2 separate regions of the Mus musculus genome follow, and region 1 is linked to region 2. The links are chromatin contacts, called in public Hi-C maps. All regions are on one chromosome and are shown on one strand. Each heading gives the region's core, a stretch centred on a gene start, on an enhancer-like site or on the middle of the called end of the contact. The rest is flanking DNA. Distances are from core to core; before and after follow the strand shown. Region 1 overlaps Spata9 (spermatogenesis associated 9). Region 2 holds the start of Rhobtb3 (Rho-related BTB domain containing 3).

What was found. A called contact is a pair of places that touch in the nucleus more often than the background predicts.
Region 1: a Hi-C map of uterus shows a contact between it and region 2, with 1.7 times the contacts expected there. The contact joins the enhancer-like site here to the promoter of Rhobtb3 in region 2. A contact is called at or near these places in 11 of 484 Hi-C or Micro-C datasets (the N1E-115 cell line, adipose-derived mesenchymal stem cells, cortical neurons and 7 more), 3 of 115 datasets of contacts at active chromatin or transcription factors (the NIH/3T3 cell line, embryonic stem cells and fibro-adipogenic progenitors) and 2 of 9 other capture datasets (adipose tissue and pancreatic islet).

The regions. Positions count from the first base shown.
Region 1 is chr13:75,991,519-75,994,218 of GRCm38.p6, forward strand. It overlaps Spata9 (spermatogenesis associated 9), which reads left to right. Exons shown (of 5, transcript NM_029343.3): 4 at 1,496-1,591. Among named protein-coding and RNA genes, the nearest start is that of Spata9, 25 kb to the left of the region's middle. Within about 2 kb of position 1,368, at least 79 of the 459 cell types and tissues checked have an H3K27ac peak or open chromatin away from gene starts, as enhancers often do. A contact at or near this core is called in the N1E-115 cell line, adipose tissue, pancreatic islet and 2 more, where this site is marked.
Region 2 is chr13:75,942,498-75,945,197 of GRCm38.p6, forward strand. It overlaps Rhobtb3 (Rho-related BTB domain containing 3), which reads right to left and starts at 1,327. Exons shown (of 12, transcript NM_028493.2): 1 at 1,034-1,327; 2 at 710-935. The coding sequence starts at 1,035.

The DNA.
Region 1 (2,700 bases), core at 118-2,617, 49 kb after region 2:
CTCCATCTCCCACTTTCCACTCGGATGAGCAGAGCCTTCCAGCAGCAGAGCCCACTGGTCTGATTAGAGGTTAGCCCTGGGATGTGATTTCTTGCTGGAGCCTAACTTTACTTTTAGCAGCTATGCTGTTTCCTTTCCCCTGGCTCTCGGTGGAATGGAAAAAAACAAAATGCCACCTTTATGAGGTGGTTTTAAGGATAAAACTGAGCGTTTATAAAGCATATATTTGGCTTTCTTGCTGTTTTATTTGAGCTAATGTTCTGTTCCTTCCAGGCTGGTCTGAGTAGCTGTGACAATCAGCCTGTACTGCCACACCAGCTTACAAAGCAAGCAGCATGACACCTGTAGCAGAATGAAGTGTTTATTCAATAAAATGTTATACACTTCAGAAGCATGTTTGTAAAGGTTTCAGGATATATTATTGGTTAGATTTCATTTCCTAACCTTTCCGCTATCAGTAATTATTTTGGCTTTTTTTAGGGGAGGGGAGAGGAGAGGAAGATAGTGTAAATAAACTTTGCAAAATGAGATCTTCCTATACTGCTCAGGCTGACATCAAATTGCTATGCTGAAGAAATCCTCCTGCCTCAGCCCTCAAATAGCTGGAACACATGCTCCTATGTGTGGATAATTTTGTTTTGTTTTGTTTTGTTTTTGTGATGCTGGGAATAACTCAAAACTGGTGCATACCAGGCGACCACTCTCCCATTGAGCTGAAGCTCCAATCTCAGCATTATAAGTAATTTTAAGGGCAATGCACACACTGATCTTAGCATGTGTGCACTATCCACTGTGCATTTTTATGACTTTATTAGTTACAGCCCTGTCATTGGACAGTCACTGAAGCTGCTATGTGGCTTGGCTCTTACTTCAGAGGAGCATGGCTAACTGCCAATTTACTGCTGGAGGGAAGGAAATAATTATTCGAAGGCCCTCATTTCATAGCCTGTTCAAAGCAACAGAAGTGGCTCATAGGAATGAGCCCCTTAACCTGAATATGTTATACCAATACGTTTAAGGTAACATCTGCTACCAGAAACCAGAGAGGCAAATTCATTATTAGCATAAACCCTTCAGGGCAGCAGGCTGGGTATGAGCAGAGGCTTGCCTGCAGCTTAATGATCATCTAAGGTCAGGACTGCCTGCAGCAGACCCATGATTAACATTTCCAAGCAGGTCATTAATCTCCAGGAAATGCTTAGTATTTTGATTGCTGTTGGCTTAATTGAGGTTGTGAATAATTTAGTAAAGAATGATTACATGAGGATTAGAAAAAGGCAACGAACGTTTCTAATATTTAGGGAGCACCTCCTAGCAAGCACGCTTCACAGCTAAACAGTGAAATAGTTCCGGTTTCAGAAATAGACTTCAGATTTGTGTAGAGTTGTCACACGTTTTTATTAGTTAAAGGAAGCGTCTTGTAAGAGGAGAAACAGGAACTAATATTGAAACCTTGAAATTTTCATTTTAATGAACTTTCTCTTTGTTTTTGCAGATGAAAAGGGGTTCTTTGTTTGAAATCATTTCTTTCCCAGCAAAAACTGCTTTAACTAGCATAATGTATGCTTCTTATGCAGCACTAATTTATTTGGTAAGTTAACTGCTAGATTGTAGAAATAAATGCATTTCATGCCTTGTTTTGAAGACAGCACTGTATCTACCCTTCCTTATCAGGAACTTTACTGTTTCTTTGTATGTAGGGTTGTTTATAAACTCTCTATGTCTAGCTGCTTTGTCTATTCAGTTTTACTGTGAATCACTGGACCTTCATAAAAACGTCTTTACAACTGGTAGAGTAAATTCTTCTAATCTATGATCATGACATATCCTTTGTTTACTTTGACCTTTTGAAATTTCTCTTAACAAGTTTTATGATTTCATCATAGTTGTTATGCATTTTTTAACTTTTATCATATTACAACATGTAATACTACTAATTTTTTCCCACAACCTATAAATTTGATGCAATCCAAATTAAAATCCAAACAGCTGGTTTCTCTCTCTCTCTCTCTCTCTCTCTCTCTCTCTCTCTCTCTCTCTCTCTCTCTCTCTGTGTGTGTGTGTGTGTGTGTGTGTGTGTGTGTGTGTGTGTGTGTGTTAGTGTGTGTGTATAAGTTGACTAGCTGCTTCTAGACTGGTCAGGGAGGCCTTGGAATATAATGCAGCTCAGTAGTGTTCTTGCTTAGTTGTGCACAAAAGCCTTAGGTTTGGTTTCAAGCCGTGTATATATGAATATATGAATCAGGCATGGTTGTGCAAGCCTATAATCCCAGCAAGCAAGAGGTAGAGAAGTCAGAATCAAAACTGAAGGGAACAAAGGGAGCATGTGTGTTGCTGTGTTTTACAGTGAGGAGCAGGAGGGACAGGAGGCAGGAGAGCAGCCGGAGGCCTCAACCCTTTGCTGTTATCCTTTCAAGAAAACCAGAACCGAATCTACCTTCAAAGCACTGCATTGATGCCTTCTGTAGGAATCTACCTTCAAAGCACTGCATTGATGCCTTCTGTAGGAATCTGCCTTCAAAGCACTGCATTGATGCCTTCTGTAGGAATCTACCTTCAAAGCACTGCATTGATGCCTTCTGTAGGAATCTACCTTCAAAGCACTGCATTGATGCCTTCTGTAGGAAGATGGTCGAACAGAAACATTCTTTGCATGACTATGCAAGTAGGAAGAGTCAGTACAACAATTTATATTCTGAG
Region 2 (2,700 bases), core at 77-2,576:
TATTTGTAAGTCAGGGAGCTGTCTTCTTTGTCCTTTTATCAAACACTTCAGAGTCAAGCTACTCAAGAGACAAGCTAAGACTTATTTTATTCAACTATCATAAACATGAAGATTTATTTAAGTTCTTAGTGGTATTTCCAATTTATTAACCACTAAAACAAAAGGCTAATATATGAGCATTAGCACTATTAAAAACTAGTCTTTTCAGAGGTTAATAATCAACAAATAAGCCATTTAAAATTAGTTCTCAAATCCCATTCTTTTTTCCCTTGTTCCCATACTATTTTTGACCTGTCCCTGTCTAGAGTATTTTTGCCTACGTTGAGCTGTAAAGGGCAGTATTTATAGAACACATCTCCCTATCCTCCACGAGGTGGACATGAAAACATGACTCTTGGCCAGTGGAACTTCGCGACCCTGTTTGGGGTTGGCACATTCAACTGTCAGCTGTCCATCCACTAAAGAACAAGTCTTGAAACACAGTAACGGCTCTATATTGCCCTGGGGCCATTTTACCTTACAGACGTGACTGGGCTGCCCCCACCACCTCCAAATTGTAACAAAGGATGGGATTTGCCAAAAAATGTAAAAACACAAAAACAAACTAAAAAAACTCTCCAGGCAATCAGGAAATTAAGAAACAAGGGGAGGAGGGATCCAAAAAGGCAAGCTCCTTCCTCCTGGGCACCGCGCAGCCACTGCCCCTTACCCAGACGGGACAGTCGTGCACCACCAGCTTGACGTTCCCGAACGCACTGGCCTGGTACTCAGTGAACACCGGGCGCGCGACCGTGCTGGCCGCGTTCAGCAACAAGCTACTCTCGTCCCCCGACACCAGCGGGCTTCTTCCCAGGTATGTGCGGATGAGCCCCGACGGCCGGTTGTCCTGGTGGAACGTGTCGCCCTCGTTCCCCAACGCCACGATGTGGATGGACCTGCGGGGCCGAGAGGGGCGCGGTGAGCGGGTGGGTACAGCCAGGGCGCGTGGCACGTCCCGGACCCAGACCGTGGCAGAACGGCGACGCGTACGTACATGATCGCGGCTGGCAGGGCGGCGCGGAGATGGCAGCGGGCGGCCTGGCGGGGGCCCGGGCGACGCTCTCACTGCAGTCAGCTCATCCCCGGCCGCGGCCCTCCCGCTCCTACGACGCGGCGCTACCGACGCAGAGGAGCGGGCCGGGAGTGAGCGGCCGGCCGGGCGCTGGCAGCGCTGCGGTCCCTGGTCGCCGCTCCTGGCCGCCGCGCCTCCGCCCGGGCTCCGCCTCCGCTCGGCGGGGCCGGAGGCCCGCACGTGTCGCCCCGAGAGTCCGGCGCGCGGGGGAGCTGGCTGCTGGCCGAGGCCGCGGGACACAAAGGAGCGGTGGGCGCGGGGACGACGCCGGAGCCCGGGAGCAGCTCGCCGCCAATCCGCCTGCAGCAAGTTTCCTCAACTCGGAAGGCTGAAACCTGAGCCGGGAGCGGGGGAGGGGCGGCCTGGCCCCCGCCGGGGACCAGAAGAGAGCCCAGCCAGGAGGCAGCCCCCTGCCCACCCCGCGGTCCCGTACCCACCCCAGCCTTCGCAGAAAGTGTGTTATCGTTTTGTCAATTTACAACATGCGCTTTGGCTGTTTTGTAAAATCGTACTTGTGAAGAAGGAAAAAAAAAAAAGGCAACATTCATGCAGCTGCAGAAAAGGTTCTTTGTTCACGCACCAATTAATTTGCGGGTGCCACTTTGGAAAGGTCATTTACTATTGCAAGCTATATTTGGCATATTTTAACCAAGATTGTGGAATTTGAAGTGTTGGGATTTTTAATGTGTGTGGTTTAAAAAAAAAAGAAAAAAAAAAAAAAGAAAGTTGTAGCAGTTTACTTGGATTTTTTTCAGTACACATTCCAGTTACATTATTTAATAATAGCTCACTGAAAAAGAAGGATCATGTTAATGTAAGGATATTTTAGATTCTTTCGTGATGACACACAGAAGTAAAGCTTGTGGAGGCCCCAAAAGGGCCTCAGACTACCTCCAGTATAAAACACCATGAGGACTGCTAATACTAGGACAGGCCAAAGGCTACTCTGGGGCTCCCTCATAAATATTAAAATTCTCACAAGCATCTCACACACAGTTAAGAGTTCTTGTTTATCTTTTTGATTATTTGCTCTGCTTTGAAATTGGGCTTGTTTTCTCTGTTAAGTGGACCTGTTTTGAGAACTAGATGTTTAAAAGGTCCTGGGAAGACTGAGGAAAACAAGAAGCTGGGAGATGGCCACAACTGTTTATTAGGAATCAGTATTGCTCAGCTGAGACAGAATTAGCTTCCTGTCCATAGACAGGGCAGGGCAGGGGGCGTTCTCTATGTAGTTTACTTAGTCCTCTCTGTTCTTTGAGATAGGTCTTCCCTCCTCAGCCTCCCAAATAGCTGTAATTAGAGTCACTAGTAAAGACAAAACCAAACAAAAACAAAACCAGCCCAGGCTATATCGTGAGCTCCAGAAGAGCCAGTTACATAGTGAGACCCAGTCCTAAATAAATAAATAAATAAATAAATAAATAAATAAATAAATTTTTTCCTTTGTGTCCAAGTACAATGTTTTGTAGTTTCTGGAAATAACCATCCTGAAAGATGCAAATGTGCAGAGTCACAGTTCCTCTTGGATCAAAAGAAAGTATACGGTCTCATCAGTCTAATGGCCCACCAGTCAAACACCATGACACTGA